Linked DNA regions of Mus musculus: region 1 is linked to region 2. A link is a contact called in public HiCAR-type data. All regions are on one chromosome and are shown on one strand. Each heading gives the region's core, a stretch centred on a gene start, on an enhancer-like site or on the middle of the called end of the contact. The rest is flanking DNA. Distances are from core to core; before and after follow the strand shown. Region 1 overlaps Fnbp1 (formin binding protein 1). Region 2 overlaps Fnbp1 (formin binding protein 1).

Region 1 (4,393 bases), core at 970-3,469, 74 kb before region 2:
TCCAGCCACTTCTGGTTGGCTGTGTGCTACCTCTGGGTCCAGGACACCGTTGTCTCTTGCCCAGATCATTGCCAGTTGCGCCTGCGTGCTGTCCCACCTCTGCTGGCTTTCTATGAAGCAACCACTTTAGTTCCTTGGCCACTCCCCATTTCCTTCTGATTAGATTTCCAAAGTTCTTCCCAGGGAGGATGCCTAAGAGTCTCGAGTGCCTGGGCTCTTCCCTGGCCAGGCCTTTTTCCTTTACACAGGATCCCTACATGGCCTCCGTGGGAAGGCTGGGGCCAGTCAGAACATTTTCCTGGTGGACAGCTTTGCCTTTTCTGAATAACTCCGTGCAGTGTGATGGTACATGCGTCCACGCGCCGCCTGGATGCTGAGCATGCTCTTTGATGTCCCTGTCTTGGCGCTGTGGTTATCTTGCTCCTTTCTTGTTAAACTAGATAAAGCCGAGTGTGTTTATTCTATGGCCACCGCTGTGGGGTTTTTTGCCCAGAGTTCGTTTTCTGAGTCTGACATTGCAGGTCTTGTCTGTCTGTCTCGGGCTTTTCTGCCATTCTGGTTTGTGTTTTAGTTCGTCTCTAATGTGAAATACTCTTGGGAGTGTGAGTTGTTTATTTTTCTTGTGTGTTTTCATTTTTCTCCAGGCTGGGTTTTCCCTTCTTCTCTCCGTGTCCTTGTCCCTCTCCCTTGTCCTTGTCATCATCGTCCTCACCCCCCCCCACCCCCCCCCACCCCCCCCACCCCCCCCCACCCCACCCCCCCCCCCCGGGCTTCTGACAGTGCTTGACAAATCTCTTCACATTGGGTGTGTTTGACCTGGGGCAGTCTGATGAACTAACTGCCAGTGCAGGGGGCGACCCTGTGCCCGCTTCACTTCACAGCTATACGATTTGGGGCACGTTGTACCCTGGGAACAACTGTAAAATGTAAATGGTGGGAATTTTTTGCCTTTTAAAGTTGGTGAGTTACTTTTCTCACCCCGCTGACCAAATACCAGCGTAGTAAACAAAGAAGGGTTTGCTCTGGCTTGCAGTTTTAGGGGGACACAGTCCATCACAGTGGCTGGAGCTTGAGGTAGCTGCTTCCACAGTGAGGGTGGTCAGGAAGCAAAGAGGTGACTTCTACACACTTCCTCCTCCTCATGCGGTCTGAGACCCCAGCCCGTGGGATGGTGCCGACCCATACAGGGTGTATCCTCCCTCCTCAGCTAAACCTCGCTGGAAACTGCGGATTGCTGGCCGCAAGGCCCAAAGGGGAGAACGTTGGAAGTCTTCTGGCTGACCCCAGCATTCTCATTGCGCAGTGACGCTAGCACATTCACCACATGTTGTCCCTTCCCATCTGTGGACTCCGAGGACCTGGGCAAAGCGTGGGCTTGCCTGTGGTCTCAAGCTTCAAACATGGGGAAACCCTCACAAACGTAGGGATCCCATGGGAGCATGCCTCTTCTCCTGAATGACCCTGCCACGGCCCAAAGCGCTAGGAGTTTCGGGACAGACAATTGCTCTGAATCCCTAAGTTGGACCTCTTCCCCAGCGGATTCTCAGAGGCAGCTGTGTCCAGCCTCCAGAGGGAGCAAAACCAACAGGTCGGCCCCAGAGCCGGTTGCTTTTTTCTTGAGTGTGTCCTCTCTGTTCAGTTTGCTTCTGTCTGAACTGGCTCAGGGCAGTGGCCTTATTTCCTCTTGTGTCCATTCTAAGTTGCCTCCAACATCCTCCATCTCTGCTGTTCTCAGGAACATCTTTCCAAGGTGTATAGACTGAGGTGAGCATCTTGCTTCATTTGTTTATTGTCTGATAATGCAAACTTTCCCACCTCCCCCTCTCTGTCTCTCTCTGTCTCTGTCTCTCTCTCTCTCTCTCTCTGTGTATTCATATATATGATTTTTTTATTTTTATTTATTTATTTATTTTTAAGCATAAAAGCCCCAGCTGGCTTTGGGCTGATTCCATAGTCCAGACGGGCTTTGAACTCAGGATCTACCAGCCTCAGCCTCATTAGTAGCTGGGATTTCAGGACTGTGCTCTGGGCAGATTCCTGGTCCCCTTCTCTCTGGTGCCTTCCATTTGCTGGGCGAGCACCCTCCACCTTCTGCCACCCTGATTCAGATGTCTCGTGGTAACTGTTCAGAAAAATAAAAGAACAGATCCAAACATTCCTAGGCTCCACCCTAGACGTTCTGGTTCAGGGCACCTGGAAAAGGGCCCAAGTATCTGCTGTAAAAGTCCCTGTGGATCACAGGGTCGGCCAGATCAGAGCCAGCAGCCTCGGGAACTCATGTTTTCCTCTCCACTTGTTCGTCTACCCAAAGAGCTGGATGAGTATAGGAACACACTGGGTTCCTCAGCAGATCCAGAAAACGTAAAGGCAGTGTTCTGAGGGCGTGTTTTTTAAAACAAAAAAACAAAAAAAAAACCAAAACTTAATACAAGGCTGGAAAGCCTATCCCAAGGCAAGAGGTTTGGAAGGGTTTATAGAGAAAGAACCTTGGACTAGGGGCTTTGGGGATGCCTCAGTAGATAAGCGTGCCTGTTGGCCAAGCATGAGGATATGAGTTCAAATCCCTAGCACCCACAGAAATAGCTGATCGTGACCGTTTACATCGATAATTCCAGAGCTGCAAGGACTGGAGACTCGAAGGTCACCGGGGCTTGCTGGCTGCCAGCCGGGCCCTGAATTCTGTCTCCAGGAAACAAGGCAGAGAGCGGGAGAAGAGGGCACTTGCTGGCCTCTAGTCTCTGCGTGTGTTTGTCGAGGCTTGGGTATGACCACACCACACACTTCACTGGGGCATGGTAGCGCACATCTTTTTTTTTTTTTTTTTTTTTTTTTTTAAAGATTTATTTATTTATTATATGTAAGTACACTGTAGCTGTCTTCAGACACTCCAGAAGAGGGCATCAGGTCTCATTACAGGTGGTTGTTAGCCACCATGTGGTTGCTGGGATTTGAACTTCGGACCTTTGGAAGAGCAGTCGGGTGCTCTTACCCACTGAGCCATCTCGCCAGCCCCAGTGGCGCACATCTTTAGTTCCAGCAGTGAGATCTCTGGATTTGAGGCCAGCTGACTAGCTACTGAATTCTAAGAAAAGAGTACCTCAGGCACTCAGGAGGTTGAGGCAGGAGGATCACCACAAATTCTAGGCCAGTCTAGACCACACTGAATAAGCCTTTAAATTTTATTTCATTTTTAATTAATTAATTAGGTTTTTTTTTTGTGGGCAGCTACAGTGTGCATGTGGAGGTCAGAGGTCATCCAGTGGAAGTCAGTTCTCTCTTATGACAGTGAAGGTTCTAGGGATCAGACTCATGTTATTGGGCTAGGCCCTAGGGACTAACCTTTATCCACAGATCCCTCTTGCCAGCTCTTATAAAGTAACATTTGCCACATCTAGTCAGGCTCCACTTCCTTCTGGTCCATTTAACATTTAAATTACCTCATGTCCAGGACTAGAGGCTAAAAAGCAAATGTGGGGGGCTGGAGAGATGGCTCAGCAGTTAAGAGTACTGACTGCTCTTCCAGAGGTCCTGAGTTCAAATCCCAGCAACCACATGGTGGCTCACAACCATCTGTAATGGGATCCGATGCCCTCTTCTGGTGTGTGTCTGAAGACAGCTACAGTGCACTCATATAAATAAATAAATAAATAAATAATTTTTTAAAAATGAAAATGTAGATTTAATTTTTGTTTTGAGGTGAGTTTTTTTGTTATTGTTTTTTGTTGTTGTTGGGGTTTTTTGGGGGACAGAGTTTCTCTATGTAGCCCTATCTGTCCTAGAACTCAATCTGTAGACCAGGCTAGCCTCAAACTCAAAGAGATCCACCTAAAGGCTTGTGCCACCACCACTACCACCTGGCAAATGTATGTTTGTTTCTTTTTAAACCAGTTTGAGAATTTTTATGTGAGGACTGAACTTAGAAGTGGAGTTTTCAATTTGTAAGTTATGATTAACAAAAGAAGTGGTTAGTATTTAAAACTGCACACTAAAAATATCTGGAAAGCAGCCACAGGGCTCTTCTTTGGAATCTTTTGCTGAACTCAGCCCGGCCCACCCCACTTTGTTCCCTGCCCACCCCTCCCACCTGGCTTTGGAGTGACTAACCTTCGTTGCTCTTTCAGTATGAAGTGCTTCTCCTTTTTTGCCTTTTTTTCTCCCTTAAAACAAACATTTACAGAAAATGGGCTTTAATTGTACAACTTTATGACTTTAAAAAAAAAACAAAAAAACAAAGCAAAACTCGTAAGGTGCATGCGTCATCTGTCATTCCTGGTTCCTCTGTGTACTTCCAAATAAGGTGACACATCTTTCATTTTGGTCTTAGGAATCTTTCAAAGAAATACCAACCTAAGAAGAACTCGAAGGAAGAGGAGGAGTACAAGTAGGTGCATTG
Region 2 (4,422 bases), core at 1,171-3,670:
CTGTCTTGTCTGTGTCTACCTTCTATGAGCGCTGCCTACCTGTTTGTGGTACCCTGTGATGGAGGGCCTCACAGCCACACTAGTTACTGTAAGGCGGGCCTGCGGAGTCCCATAAGTAGCATTTGAGGACTCTCCTCTGTTCCCACCAAAGACCTTGTGCCTCTTGTAGTCCCTCCAATGGCTCTGGCCACTGCTTCTTCATCGGATCCTGTTCTCCAGAAGCCCCAGAGAATGGATGGAGCTCGCTTTTGAAGCTGTTGCCCTCCTAGAGTGGTGGAGCTTGGGGGAGTACCGAGGTGGTCCTTCGCACCTTTGAGCCACTCTCTCCTTTCCTGGTACAGAAGTACTCAAGGCTTTGGCCACAAGCCCCTGTGAAGGGTGCCCCACAAGTATGAGCTTGAGGAGGTTGGCGTCTCCCTCTGGGCAGTTGGTAGCTTAGCATCAAGTCAGAGGATGAAAGACAGGGAAGTCTTACAAAACCAGAGACAGGGACAGAGAGGGCAGGTCCTCAGGGTTGGGCCTGTGCTTTGTCCACGGTTTGTGGAAGTGCTGACATCCATGCATTGGGGCCAGTATTACAGACATTTTGTGAGGTACCACCTCAGAGCAGAGGGGAGGGTACCAAGGTGGGGGAGCAGCTGACAAGGTGGGCCTGGCTTTGGGTTTCAAGAGCAAGCAAGGATTAGCTTCAGGCTTTCTTGGCCCCGCCTCCTCCCCGTAAGGCCAAGCCCGGCACACTGCCCTCTGCCCTCTGGGACCCCTGTGAGGCTGTTCAGGACTCACATGAGGAAGACCTAGGGGACAGTATGGAAGTCTGGTACCTAAGAGTCAGGGTCTCAGCGCTGACACAGTTAGTCTGACCTGTGGCCCAGGCAGTTTCGCTCCAGCAGGTTACCAGGCATCTAACTCCAGAACCTCTGACTTTCAGCAAGTTGGGCTGACCACAGCCCCCTCCAGAGTGTTTTTTATGGGTCTGTTCACAGATCTCATTAATGCATGAAGGACAAGGAAAGACTTGCCACAAAGGTAAAATGGAGAGGCTGCCAGTCTTCTTCAGATGACCTTTAAAGCCTGCGCCTGTCCCTGTGTCCCCTCACTTCTTTTTTAATTTCCTGTACTACCTTACATCCAGAAAGGATGGTGGATGAGCGTCTTCAGGCCGTTCTCTGAGAAAGTCGGTCTGCCGTGGACATCCTGTGGAACTGTACTGGCTCTGGGGGGAAGGGAATGCAGGATTTCCCCAGAAGCTCTACACTCCCTGTCCCCAGGACCCACTGCCTGTCACCCCTAGCTGCTAGTGTGCTGAGACAAGAATGACTCACTGTAAAAGAACCTGCCCTGCAGATGACTTAGAGATGGAAATAAAAGGAACGTGACATTTACCGCTTTTTTTTTTTCTATGCAGGACGTGAAGCTGCAATGGCCCCTCCCTCTAGGCTGAGCATGCTTATCCAGGGCCCCAGCCCAAACAACACACAGGGAGGCCATTAATGCCTTCTGGTGGCATCTGTAGTGAACGTAGAATGTCCACATGAAGTTAAAAAAAAAAAGTTCCGTTCCTGCCAGTATTTTTCCCAGAAATTGCCGTTTTGTGATTCCTTTTGATTTTGTGTCTGTATAACATCCAAAATGTCTCTAATACTGGCCCCAACTTCTCTTTTAACCTGACATCAAGCACCTTTTAAATCATGCGTGTGCAAGTTCGTGTATGTGTGTGTGTGCCTCTGTATGTGTGTGTGTGTGTGTGTGCGTGTGTGTGTGTGTGTGTGTGTGTGTGTGTGCGTGCTAATTCTAAGCCTTGAGGGCAGGGCACTGTTGGGAAGGCCCTCAGAGCTGTCAGGTCTTGGTCTTGCCTGTGACTCTGGAGGTGGAATTAAAACCAAACAAAGTGCTTTCAGTAGAGAGCACTCTTACCCATGTAATTAAATGTTAGTCCTTTCAATGTTAAATAAAGTATAACTTCTAGTGTACCTGGTTCTCTGTTGTATGAAGAAATGACGCTGGGCCTGGGGAGATGGCTTAGTGGGTAAAAAGCTGAGCACAGCAGGCGCCTGCCTGAACCCTCAACACTAGGGGGTGGCAGAAGCAGGTAGAGTTCTGTGAGTTCAAGGACAGCCAGGACACCCAAGGTTACACAGTGTGACCTGCCTCAAACAACTTAAGAAAGTGACAGAGAGCAATACCCAATGATAGTGATCTGGTCTCCTATATGTGTAAGTTGATGAAACACACCCATAAAAAATTGCACACACACACATACACACTCAGGGAGGGAAGGATTCTAGTCACAGAAGCTCCCAAGGCTGATGGCTGGCCTCTGGTCTTCTCTATCACTATGTAAACTCAAGAGGAGTCACTGTACCCAGGGAAAGGCTAGGGACCTCCTCATCTATAAATGTCACTTCCACGTCCTATCACAGTGACACATTGTGTCCAGGAATGGCAGGCATGTGGGGGAAGTAGTTCTGATGGGGGTGACTCCTTGGCAAGTGAGCATTTCCTTTTTTGCCCCTCCTCCTCCAGCTGGTTGGCCTCTGCCCTCAGGGATGCCAATGTGTGTGGGGGGAGTTTAAGCAAGGAGGACATGGTCACGGTCCACTTATGCCCCTCTTCCCGATGACTAGGCTAGATCTGTAAACCAGGTCAGCACTCTTTGAGTCTAAAGGACCACATGCAGGCCTGGAGTGTTGGCACACACCCTCAATTTCAGCACTCAGAAGGCAGAGACAGGAGGATCTCTGTGAATTCCAGGCCAGCGTGACTACATGGTGAGTTTCAGGCCAGCTAGGACTACATAGTCAGACCCTGTCTTAAAGCGGGTGGGTGGCACATGCCTGATACCCACTGGCTTGCCTGTTGGAGAGCAAGGTCCCACAGCTGGCTTTGAAAGACTGTAATACTCAGGAGGTAGACACAGGAGGGCCAGGGCCAGTTCAAGGCTGGTCTGGGCTAATAAATTACCATTCATCATAGGGACAATGTGCTGGAGAGTACCAGGTGACTGTTGCTAGCAAAAGATTAATTTTGGAAAGCCATTTCCAGAATGTTCTTTGAAGACTTGGTTGTTCCTTCAGAAAGGACTTTAGATCTGAACCAGGTATCTCTTTGGCTCTGACACTCTTAACAAAGCAGGTGACATGGCTCCAAACCAGGGAGTGGGCTGTAATTGCTATCCTGGTACTGGGGTTGCAGAGACGTTCTTAATTCACAAGATCAGAACAGTCACATGCTCTTGGGCTGGGTTTCTCCAAATACCAGCTCCAAATATTCTGGAAATACCAACTGGCCCAGGCACCCTCAGCGCCCCCTTGCCCTGGCCACACCCAGGCCCCAGGCGCCTTGGTGAGAGAATGTCGACCCCTAGTGGAAGAAAGCAGAACTGAAGTAGCATCCCTAAGTGACTATGGAGGAAGCCTAAGGGGCTGGGAAATCCCTCATCTCCCCTCTTCCCCTCCAGTATCAGCTTTGTGAGACCCCAAGTCACACTCTTAACTGCTGCTGCTGGGCAGTAGAATGGCTCAGGGGATGGAGGCAGCAGAGTCTTTGTGGCTCCCAAATCAGAGAATCAAAAGAAAGGACTCTCAAATTGCTGCTATCAAACATGAGCACTGTGTTCTGAGAAAGTAGGTGGTGGCTGGGCAGTGAATGTGGCAGCTGTAACCTGGGTTTTCAGGAGTTCCAGGCCAGCCTGGGCTACATAGCAGAACCCTGTTTCTGCAAAAAAATTAAAAGGTAGACTAAGCTTGGAGGGATAGATGTCTCCTGACTCTGCCCATCACTCAAAAAGAATCCTCATTTCCCTAGTCCCTGCAGTCCTTCCCTCTGGTGTCCAAATATGGGAAGACAACCAACCAGCGCCCAGTAGCCCCTCGGTGTCATATAAGGTACCCATTAGACTCCATCTGGAACATACTCGTCCCTGTCCAGTTGGTTTTTAGTGACATCAACTAGGGACAAACTGCCTTTGTCCTTAGAACCAGGCAGGCAGGAAGGATATTTCCAGTCCTGCAGTGTCCTGCTGGACAGTGCCCCAGAAAGGGACAGCACCAGTCTGTGCGGCCTCACACACACACACACACACACACACACACACACACACACACACACACCTCTCCATGTGAGGACCTCAAGGTTAGCTGCTCTATTTTCAGGGTCCAGGTTGGTACTGGTGCATCTATACCAATTTTCTCTGCTCCATTCTCCTGGTCCCGGAGAGAGAGGAAGCCTGATGCTAAAATTCTACTGATTTCTGGCTCAGAATTAGGTAGACTCAGGATGGTTGTCTTTGCCTTGGATCTAAAGCAGAACATGGACAGAAAGTACGCGCTTGCAGTCCATGCAACTTTGTGGACAGAACCGTAGACAATTAGAAATTGCATGGGTCCCCAAGGGCCAGCCACCTGCTCTGCAGTGATGGATGGT

What was found. HiCAR-type assays count read pairs that join an accessible place to other places.
Region 1: a HiCAR-type map of kidney shows a contact between it and region 2, with 2.4 times the contacts expected there. The contact joins two enhancer-like sites. A contact is called at or near these places in 1 of 39 promoter capture datasets (macrophages), 3 of 15 datasets of contacts at CTCF or cohesin (CD8 T cells, the G1E-ER4 cell line and large pre-B cells), 14 of 484 Hi-C or Micro-C datasets (the 63-12 cell line, B cells, the Ba/F3 cell line and 10 more), 10 of 115 datasets of contacts at active chromatin or transcription factors (CD8 T cells, the HPC-7 cell line, bone marrow-derived macrophages and 6 more) and 5 of 9 other capture datasets (adipose tissue, bone marrow-derived macrophages, liver and 2 more).

The regions. Positions count from the first base shown.
Region 1 is chr2:31,097,082-31,101,474 of GRCm38.p6, reverse strand. It overlaps Fnbp1 (formin binding protein 1), which reads left to right. Exons shown (of 17, transcript NM_001177648.1): 3 at 4,325-4,381. Among named protein-coding and RNA genes, the nearest start is that of Fnbp1, 43 kb to the left of the region's middle. Within about 2 kb of position 2,219, at least 1 of the 459 cell types and tissues checked has an H3K27ac peak or open chromatin away from gene starts, as enhancers often do. A contact at or near this core is called in kidney, where this site is marked.
Region 2 is chr2:31,023,754-31,028,175 of GRCm38.p6, reverse strand. Fnbp1 (formin binding protein 1) reads left to right here. Exons shown (of 17, transcript NM_001177648.1): 17 at 1-1,970. Among named protein-coding and RNA genes, the nearest start is that of Gm39786, 29 kb to the right of the region's middle. Within about 2 kb of position 2,420, at least 62 of the 459 cell types and tissues checked have an H3K27ac peak or open chromatin away from gene starts, as enhancers often do. A contact at or near this core is called in kidney, where this site is marked.